2 separate regions of the Mus musculus genome follow, and region 1 is linked to region 2. Evidence: chromatin contacts called from public promoter capture Hi-C data. All regions are on one chromosome and are shown on one strand. Each heading gives the region's core, a stretch centred on a gene start, on an enhancer-like site or on the middle of the called end of the contact. The rest is flanking DNA. Distances are from core to core; before and after follow the strand shown.

Region 1 (4,900 bases), core at 663-3,162, 690 kb before region 2:
CATGGTCCTAGCTGCATATGTAGCAGAGGATGGCCTAGTTAGTCATCAATAGGAGGAGAGGCCCTTGATCTTGTGATGGTTCTATTCCCCAGTATAGGGGAATACCAAGGCCAGGAAGCAGGAGTGGGTGGGTTGGTGAGCAGTGGGAGAGGAGAGGGGATGGGGGATTTTCGGAGGGGAAACTAGGAAAGAGGAAAGCATTTGAAATGTAAATAAAGAAAATATCTAATAAAAAGGGAGAAGGAGGAAGAGAAGAAGGAGGAGGAAGATCAAAGTTTGGATACTTCAGTCCTTAGAAGAGAGATCAAAATACCCATGAGCGGAGATACAGAGACAAAGTGTGGAAACAGAGACTGACAGAAAGGACATTTAGAGTCTGCTCCACCTGGGGATCCATTCCATAAACAGTTACCAAACCCAGACACTATTGCAAATACCAACAAGTGCTTGCTGACAGGAGTCTGATATAGCTCTCTCCTGAGAGGCTTTACCAGTTCCTGACAAACACAAAAGTGGATGCTCACAGCCATCCATTCGACTGATCACAGGGTCCCCAGTGAAGGAGCTAAAGAAAGGACCAAAGGAGCTGAAGGGGTTTTTAGCCCCATAGGAGGAATAACTATATCAACCAGCCAGTACCCCCAGAGCTCTCAGGGACTAAACCACCAACCAAAGAGTACACATGGAGGGACCCATGACTCCAGGTGCATATGTAGCAGAGGATGGCCTTGTTGGTCATCAATGGGAGGAGAGGCCTGTGAAGGCTCAAGGCCCCAGTGTAGGGGAATGCCAGGACAGGGAAGTAGGAGTGGGTAGGTTGGTGAGCAGGGGCATGGGATATGGGGTTTTCAGAGGGGAAACCAGGAAAAGGAATGACATTTGAAATGTAAATAAAGAAAATATCTAATAAAAAAGAATTTAGAGAGATGTAGCCCAATTTTGAAGAAATCCATATTTAAATCCAACGATTTCAGTGATGCTTAGAGAGGGAGAAATGCATACACAACAAAATAATTTAGATAAGGGGTTCACTTTTCTAGTTGGGTTTATACCACAACTGGAGAACATTAACGTGGAATTTTTGGAGTGAGGTAGCCTAACATCTTGACTCTAGCATTTAAAAAACAGTTGAGTGTCTAATACATGGTATGTGTGTAACCCCACCCTCCCAACTCCCCACCCCATCCCTGCTCTTTGTTGACTCTGTCCTTTCTGCCTGCAATGCTAATCCTATCTTGTGGGTAATTCCTATGCATCTGGTAAAACTCCATTTAGTTAATCCCCCAGGAAGCCTTCAGATTTCCCTAGATAGCCCTGGAATGCTTCTTTTTTGTTCTTACAATACTGTGCTTTTTCTCATCCATAATAGTGAAACACAGTATGTTTAATTCTTCTCATGAAGAAGTGTCTAGTATTTCTTTATTTTCAGCTCTTAGCATACAATCTGACTTTTAGGATTTTGGGCATTAAAGTAAATATACCTAATATTAAGTTCAGAATCCAACAAATTCTTCATTGAAAAATTCATTCAGTGTGATTGTGGTTGCCCATAGCACAACCAGGTACTCCAGGCTGACACTGAAGGATGTAAATTTCAAGGCTAGCCTGAGGTATGTAAGAAGGCCCTGTTTCAGAAACAAACAAACGACAAGCCCCTTACAAATCATTCATGTACTATGACTGCAAAATATTTACTTGCTCTGCTGTAACCAAGATGAACCAAATTTCTCCTGTCCTGTCACCACTACCTTTGTTTCTCGCCCCTTCCCCCTTCCGTGCCTTTTCTCTGCTTTGCTTTGCTTTGCTTTGCTTTGCTTTGCTTTGTTTTGTTTTGTTTTGCTTTGCTTTGCTTTGCTTTGCTTCTTGTCTGGCTGCAGAATAGAGCGGGAGGCTGGCTGAGCTGGAGAGGAAGTCAAGTATGTCATAGCAGAGGAGGAGGGTCTACAAGACTGCTAGTTTTAAAGAGGAAAACTCAAATCAAGCACCAAAACACACAGCAAGGGAGAGGAAGAACAGAAAGGCATTCCTCTGTGGAGGTGAGCCCTCACAGCACTGAGGCAGACAGGCACTGAAGCTCGATTTGGCAGTACCTGGCTCGAGACTCAAGGTAACTATTTTATCACCCTCCTTGTCTTTTCTTTCCAGTCCATCGCTTCTGGAATTTCAGAGCTTCTGAATTTGAGCTGGGGATAGGCACGTCTGCTGCTTCTCTATTGAGAGATCTACTGTGAAGCCTGAGACTGGAAAGCAGTTTAGAGTTCCAAAAGCAACCGAAGCGCTTTCCGAGGGGGGGGGGGGCGATCAGAAAAATTCATATTGCTTTCTAGCATCCGTTGAATTTTTAAAGTATTTTGATTGGGTTTAATGCTTCTGGGTGCTAACCTTTTCTTTTATGAGCGAACAACAAGTCACAGATACAAGCTAGTTAGAAGCACAAGGGAATATTGCTGAGGCAAAGAATTGTTTCTTAATTCTTACTTGAAGTTGTTTTCTCCCTTTGCTTGCACTTCCAGTTTAGCTGTTAACTACTTTGATTTCTTGGATCTCCGGCTTGGAGCAGCATACAAGGTGGGGATCACTTTCCTAATTTGAATGTGTGGCTTTGTTCTTACAAACAAGTAAATATTTAAAACACATTGGTTTAAAAGAGGAGAGAGACAGAAGCCAAGAGACAGAAAAGAAAGTAAAAGATTCCAGAAGAAAATGGAGGGCGGTAGGTAGGAAAGGGGGATTAAGACATAGGGATTTCAGGCTTAATAAAATAGAAAACTGGCTGGTTACAAAGTGTCTTGTTTTCTTAGAAATGTCTTCCTGCACATTTTTTCTGTCAGTCACATATCATTTTGACGAGCTTACAGTTCAGTGTACTTTGCTACAGCTGACTTTTGTCTTTGAAAAACATGGATCTTGGTTACAAGTTGAATTATTCAGAGGCAGAAAGGGAGCGATACATTGGTTAGTTTCCTTACTGCCTTTAAAACGCTAGAAAAAATAACTCAGTTCTTCTGGGCTCGGTATACAGCTGCTTTTATTTGTCTTCTCTGCAGCCTGATTTAAGCCCTTTATTAAATGTCACCCTATTTACTTCCTCCTACAGGGACTCTTATTTCTTTGATTAACTGAGGGCACTACTAACACACCCTCATCAGCCTCCTGTTTCTTCATGAAAGAGAATAAATGAGACATTTTAGGGTTTCTTAAAAGGCTGCCCTCTGCCCGTCCCCAGACCCCCCACACACAAAGGGGGAAGAAGCATTTCCAAAACTGACTGAGGGTTAGGTTAAGAGAACTCTTTGTGTTTGTTGCTTGTCTGTTTCCCCATAAGCAAAACCAGCTTGACAGAGAACATTGGGCAGGAGAAGGGGAGAAAGAAGTTATGCAGGAAGCTTTGTACGTAGAAAAGAATTTTTACATTGCAAACACATACAAACAGATAAGCGTCTTCCTGCATGTCCTTCTTTACTTCATGCAATGATGTGTGCACAAGGGGCTGTTTTGAACTAGATATGTTCATTATTATAGAAACCACTTCCATTTTCTTTCTAACAGAAAGAAAAAAGTAAATCAAATCAAAACCAAACAAAAACCAACCAACCAAAAACTGCTCACGTATTGAGACTCCTAGCTATGAGTAGTGTCACATGTAGCTTTTCACAGTAACATTTCTATATCTATGTTTAAAAATGTTTGAGAAAGGCAGCAGCAGAAGTTCCAGTGCAGTTCCGTCCTGACTTTTGTTCTGATTTCTTCTCCCAGAATAAAGGCTCTGTCCTTTTGAAAGTAGCTAACATTGTTTTGTTAACACAAGTGGCAAACTGGCTACTCAGCTTGACTCCCTAAAACAGTGCTTCTCAAGTTTCCTGATGCTGCAACCGTTTAATACAGTTCCTCATGTTGAGTTGACCCCAACCTCAAATTATTTTCATTGCCTACTTCATAACTAATTTTGCTACTGTTATGAATCATAAAATAAGTATCTGATATACAGGGCATCTGATATGTGACCCCCAAGAGGGTCGCAACCCACAGGTTGAAAACCACTGCCCTAGATTGATTGTAACTCTAATTCATAGGATTTTGGATCATTGGCTTATAACTGAAGTTTTCAGGTCAAAAGTCTGACTTCTGGCAGCCTTTACATGCTACCCCTTCCCCTCCCTCAGCTATCTTCATATGAGAAAGGAACAAGTAATTGTGAAAAACGAGGGGTTTATTCAGTGCATCCACACTGAGAAGGGGACGGGGAGTTTGTATAAAGGGCAAGAGACATGTATAATTAAGCAACCCTAGTCAAGATGTGGTCTGCTTGACCATTTCAGATCTAGTCCTGTAAGATGTTGTGAAAAAAACCCTACTGTGTGGAAGGAATCAATGTGGTTCTTATTATTTCTACTCCAAAGTGTACTGTTACGGGTTATTCTCCTTTCCTGGTCTGTTCTGCCATTCCTGGAATCCAGGATAATTCCAGAGGAAAAGTTAAAGAAAAAGATTTATTCGCGTACCTTCAGCTAAAGTAATGGAGGCAAACAGATACAGCATAAGGCAGAGACATCAAACGTTCACCTTGGTTTCAGTTAACCTTGTGGGCCCAGTGAGCCAATGCTTTTTGAGCAAGAGTGGTTTCTAAGTGCCTATTTCAAGTTGACTTGTACAGAACTATGTCTAAAGCAACATGGAGAAAAAATACAGTCTTTTTTTAATTGTGCTATAAAATAATCTGTTTGTACATTGGGGGAAAACATCTCAACTTTTGATAGTGTTCTTTTGTTGTTGGTGGTGGTGGTGGTTTTTTGTTTGTTTGTTTGTTTTGTTTTTGAAGAATATCACCTTTTGTATTCAGAAATCTGCAAGATCAATTACATTTCTTTTTCACACATATGTATTCAAGATGAACTTCTAT
Region 2 (5,660 bases), core at 1,886-4,385:
TATGCCAAAGTGCCACTTGTCATATATGGTCATTGTCCACTCCAGGTAGATTTTTGTGTTTCTTTTAAGAGGTGCTTGTTGTTGTAATGGCATTACAATTGTCCATCCTGGTAGGCTTGTGTTGTCTCTTTGTCTTTTTCTTTTTTGTTTTCTCTTCTTTTTCACTTTTTAAATTTTTTTTGGTCTGGAAATCATTCTGGATGAGATTATTCTTTCTCTATATCTTGCCTATGATAGAACAGTAGATACCCTTCACTATTGAGTAATTCTTCCATTGTAGCCTTGGTGACTACAGCATCATCACAGCTGAACCACTGGTCTTTTTCCTGTCGGACAAAACTGGTGTAATGGCCACTTTCCAAAGTTCCATGGTGGTTAATTACTGCAAACAAAGAATACTTATTCTCACTGGGTACACACTCTGTTAATGGCTGGCCTTTCATTATGCTTTCTTTAGTAGAAGCCAAGAACGGGGTCATGTCCAGCTCCAAAGGAAACGAGATAAAACTATTAATCTTTCGTCTCTGTTTGCCTAAATGTTCAAATCTTTTCAGGTGAAAGCAGGCCACAATCGGTAATTTCTTCATTGTGAGCTGTTTGGTAGATTCCTGGTAGCTTTGGCATTGACTGCATTTGATTTTGGCACTGCTACCCAGGTCTTCGGGCCTTGTAAACCACTTCAGGCAATCTGTAAGTGAGATGACTCGTGGCTTCTGGCCATCCCTACTCGATGTGCTACTACTAGCCCTCCCTGGAGTATAAGGCCCAGGCAAATCCAAGCTAATGTCCCAGCATGGGTCTATGGTAGTAGAGACACCATGACAAACTTGACATGTTAAATCTGACTGCAGACTACCTGTAAAGATGTGATCTATGATGCAATTACAGCAGTTGGAGTTACCTTCCTGGTCGATACCATCATCTCTGCTGTGTCTATGCAACACATCCAATATGGCAATAAGAAACTCCTGAGCATCCTGTTGTCTGTAGCCTGCTAGATGCTCTGCATGGATCCATATCAGGTGTAGTAATTTATAGGGAATATGAGGACTTTGGTTCCCCGAGTACATAGCTTGAAAAAGTAAAGACATCTCGCAGACTAAACACAAGCTGGGGCTTGTCATCATACATTTGTGCTTATTTGAAAGGAAGAACTCTTTCAGTAGCGGAATGTGAGTAAGTACTTGGACAATACAATTCATAAAGCAAGTATTACCAAGATTAATTAATCCTCTGAAGCCTACAGTATAATACATTGTCTTTTTCCTCCTCTTTTTCTTGGGTTTTACCAAACTGGTCTCCTGATCTTTTGACTCGCAGGTTAATTGGTTTTCTTCCACCTCAGATGCCATCAACTGCTGATAAGATGCATCTCCTGTAGGGGATGATAACAGTCCCAGAATTTTTTCTTTTGTTTCTTTGGCGATCTTTTCTATATCTTTGTCATATACATAATCCCTACACATAAAGCAATATATAACCCCATGACAGAGGTCTACTGCTAAATTGTGTTGCGTTGTTTCGGCATGAATGTGAATATGTTTGTCAGTAAAGCATCCAAAAAATACACAGGACAGACAAGAGTGGAGTCTGTTCTTGTGAGTACTACATATTTGACAGATGCATGACTTTGCCTTACGTTTCCTAGTCTCCGGGGTTCCACTCCAAATGAAACGCTGATAGATCATCCGCAGGTTTCTCTGCCAGTTTTTAGCTACTTTAAAGCTCTCTACATGACAGCAGCCTGTGGGACCCTTATTAGACCCTACCTCCAGTAAACTGTTCTCTGAGCCATCTGAATCCCTAGAGGAGCCATGGTCACTAGAGTAGCTTTTCCGTGTTTGGGGTCTGGGTCCAGGCCTGGATCTACGTCTGGAATTGCGCCAGGCCACCGACCGCTGCTTGGGCAGGGGTGGAGGTGGCGGCGCTGGCGGGGGAGGCGGAGGTTTGGCGGGAGGCGGGGGTGGGGCCTTGAGCCCACGCCCTCCCCTGGAGCGGGACCTGGGCTGGGGCCGAGGGCGGGGCTTGCGGCGCGGGCAAACCGAGCTGGAGCTGGTGTGACAAGCAGCCGGGATAGAAGGGAGCACCTTCTCATAGCTGCCACTGCCCCTACTTGTTAAGTTCTCCGACGTGGGCTTGGGCTCCGGCCACAGCTCCGGCTTCATCTCCTGGGCTCCCTGTGTACCCCGCATCTCGATGCACTCTCAGCTGCCTGCTCCAGACAGGCTCCTCGACCACCTCCCGAACTCCAACAGGCGACAGAGCGGGAGGACCGGGACGCTTCTCGAACGTGGGCCATCGGCTCACTCCCAAGCCTGGGAAGAAACGCGTCTGGGAATGAGCTATGACTATGGGTGGAGGGAGACAGGAACTCGTGTGGACGGCCAGCCCGGCGTCATGGCCGCGGTGCCGTTAGCCTCAGCCCCTCCCCCTGCCGCGAGCCCCGCGCGCGGCCGCGGCTCCGCCCCTGCACCGGGGGCTCGCGTGGCGTGCCGAGCCCGAGCCCGCGGCTACCTGCTCCAAAGGCCGCCAGAACTGCTGGTACCGGGGAAGGAGGGGGGAAGGGGACTGTCCTGAGCTTTAGGGTGAAAAGGATGGCAACTCTTTTAAAAAGGCATAACCCGCTGTCTTTTCGGCGCTCTGTGCAGCCTCGCTTTGGCGCACCTTTTTCTACGTTCTTTCCTTGCATCTTTAAACCCCTCGAGTCAACAATGTATGTTAAATATGGCTGAAAGGAGGTTATCTTTGAAAAAAAACTGACTCAGTGGACGAAAGTGTCCCCTGCCTCCTTTCTTACCTATGCTTCCAGCCTCTACTCCTAAGCGCGCTTGCTGTGTGCCACGCTCGAGCGCCCTCTCTTGCTCTTTCGTGCCTGTGCCCTCACACCCCGTTTCTTGCTCCTGTCCTCTCATTTCCTAGGGTTTCCCCCAGAATTCAGACTCCCTTCACGCGTGACCACCCCCATCCACAGTACGCGACCCCCAAAGTGCATGCTCCCTCCCCGCAACCACCGCAGCTCCCCAAGCCCGCGGATTTGTAAAAAGGTCTGGGTTTGTTACCTGGGGCCCCAAGGCGCGCTTCATCTAGAAAGTCAGCTGCTGCTGCTGTCCAGGCGCTCCTCTGCCAGTCTTCTCTATGACCTCTCTTCGGGGCTGGTCACAAGGGGGCCGCCCCCTGGCCCCTCCCCTCTCCACGTATGGGCCCCCAGCCCCGGAATCAGGCCTCCAGCAGGGATGAATAGTACCGCTGTCCCCCTAGGCAGAAAAACCCCTTCTGAAAGGGATTCTACCAGAGGTAACAACAGCCACAGATTTTAGTAAAAGATCTTGGGAAGGCTCAGGCTTCATCTGGTTATGGCACTCTTAAAAAGAAAAAAAAAAAAGAAAGAAAAAAAAGAAAAAAAATAGAAAGAACGGGGGAAAAAAAAAACCCTGAAACAACAACAACAAAACTAACCAAGGTAGGGTTAGGGATTCACTAAGATGGCAAATTCTACAGTGTTCCTTCCGGAAGCTTTAAAATTAAAATCTCAAGAGTAAAGTGGAGAGGTTATTATTTCTGAGTGTTGGGGAGAGGAAAAATACGCATATGATTCAGGATAAAATAGACCTCAGCCCAGCAACATGCTGTTCCTACAGGGATAAACTGTAAACACTTAGAGCTCATCGGTCAAAGGTGAAAGATCCTAAGATGTTTACACAGAGTGGCAACATATACTTTTGGTCACCCCTTATATTAGTAACCCTAGTATTGGGTGTTCAGGTTAAAATCACTAAGTAGCACATTGCAGGGCGTCAGCACACTTAAGAACAATGCTATGGGTGAATGTGTAAACCCGGAAGAGGGTGATCGGCCTCACAGAGATCTTTCCAGAACTCAGAAATATTTTATCAAGTTCTCTCCACATATACCCACATACAGTGGCACAAAAATTGTGGGAGAAGTATGCAAATAAAAAAGACTGGAATCAGGAAAATATATATCTAAATATTTGCCACATTGTTTCAGAATCAGTTAAAAAATTCTTCCTACTGAAATCTATCACACTTCCCTATTCCAACCTGGGTCTCCACTCCTAGAGTTATCTCAATGCATTCAGGAAACCAACCCAAAGAGAAGATAGCAGCCACAGCTGGCCTGACACTTATTATGGGAACAGTATGATCAATCCCAAGTTGAATAACTAAAAACCATGGTTCAGTAGTATGAATGGGGAGCCCAAAGGGACACATTCCACCCACTTCCCAGACTTTTTGTCTGTATCCAAGGAATGTGAACATTACAAACAGAGGCTTCAGATTGACATATCACAGACACATTCTAAAACAGCAGTGACTCAAACAAGGGAAGCAGGAAGATGGTCAAAAATTTAAATAATGTAACTGTCTAACTGTAATTTGGAGTGATCAAACCAAACTTGTAGAATAATAAAACATACAAAATGACGACATTTCAGCAGTAGGCTGCTTTCAGGACCTATAGTCCTCCATCTCTCTGCCTCTCTGCATCTCTTTCTCTCTGTTTCTTTGGCTCTGCCTCTGTCTTACTCTTTCTCCTGTGTGTGAGTAGGAGGGAGAGAGAGACAGAGAGACAGAGACAGAGAGAGAGAGAGAGAGAGAGAGAGAGAGTGTTAAAACAGAGTGAAGTCTCTCTCAGCATTAACCTTTGCTTGCACACTGCTCTTATCCAGGCCACTTTGACTGATTCCTTGCATCACTCATTGGAGACTCCAGCAAATTAACATCCTCTCCATTAAGGGGGATGTGTGTGGGAACAATTTTGCTTCAAAGACCAACATGGTGTAGATGTGCAGACACTGGTAGCCAGGACTTCAGAAATGCCATGACTTTCTGTGGCTGTGGCCAGCTCTGTCAGACAAGAACCTTGCATTGATTAATCCTTACTCTCTGCTGTCCACAAGGGGGAAATGTCCATCACACTTTAAAACGGCAGACATTATATTGTATGATATGATGTGTGAGTTCAGCCTTTCTAAGAGAAAGGGATTTTATAAGCTTCTGGGTCTTTGGACTTTTAAAGTGAAAGGTGGGACAACTAGATTCATGCTCTTGCTACAGGAGTGGAGATGATTGTGTGTCACTTGGCTGGTTCACATGGGGTGATTTTCTCTCCTTAAGGTCTGAAGCTGTATGATTTGAAGACGTGAGTTATTTTTGCTATATGAATATGTGATGGCATTGTCCACATAACATGAAAGAAGAGAGGTAGAGAGTAGGGCCCCCGTGATGTCTGCAGAGATGAGCAACCACTTGAGGAGCCACAGATCAGAAACATGACTTCCTATCAGCCCCATGTGTGCTTTAATCTTCAGTGCTTCCAAGTGTTAAAGACATCCCTCGTGTCCGCACTTTAAAACATCATGGCACAGTCAGGCTGACGTGGCAACATCATTTCTGCGGAAGACAACAATGGCTGCCACCACATAGCGCCATATCCCAACAAAACAAAGCTGGTGCCTGCATGGTGTGAGGGAAACAGGAAATGGCCATGACCTTTCAGTCTGAGGGTCCCAGAATCCCAGGTAAGCAAATCAAACACTTTATATCAGTACCAAGAGTACAAGGTGGACACCCGGCTAGCTGGGTCAGATCTCTCTATGCTCTGTGATGGAGCCTGGCCGAATGAATGCAAGTGGACCG

What was found. Promoter capture Hi-C pulls out the DNA fragments that hold promoters and counts their contacts.
Region 1: a contact with region 2 is called in a promoter capture Hi-C map of cranial neural crest. The contact joins the promoter of Kctd12b here to the promoter of Usp51 in region 2. A contact is called at or near these places in 2 of 39 promoter capture datasets (cranial neural crest and frontonasal cranial neural crest) and 1 of 115 datasets of contacts at active chromatin or transcription factors (astrocytes).

The regions. Positions count from the first base shown.
Region 1 is chrX:153,693,292-153,698,191 of GRCm38.p6, reverse strand. It overlaps Kctd12b (potassium channel tetramerisation domain containing 12b), which reads left to right and starts at 1,912. Exons shown (of 3, transcript NM_175429.4): 1 at 1,912-2,107; 2 at 2,514-2,568.
Region 2 is chrX:153,003,944-153,009,603 of GRCm38.p6, reverse strand. Usp51 (ubiquitin specific protease 51) reads right to left here and starts at 3,135. Exons shown (of 2, transcript NM_001137547.1): 1 at 3,060-3,135; 2 at 143-2,315. The coding sequence starts at 2,192. The coding sequence ends at 207.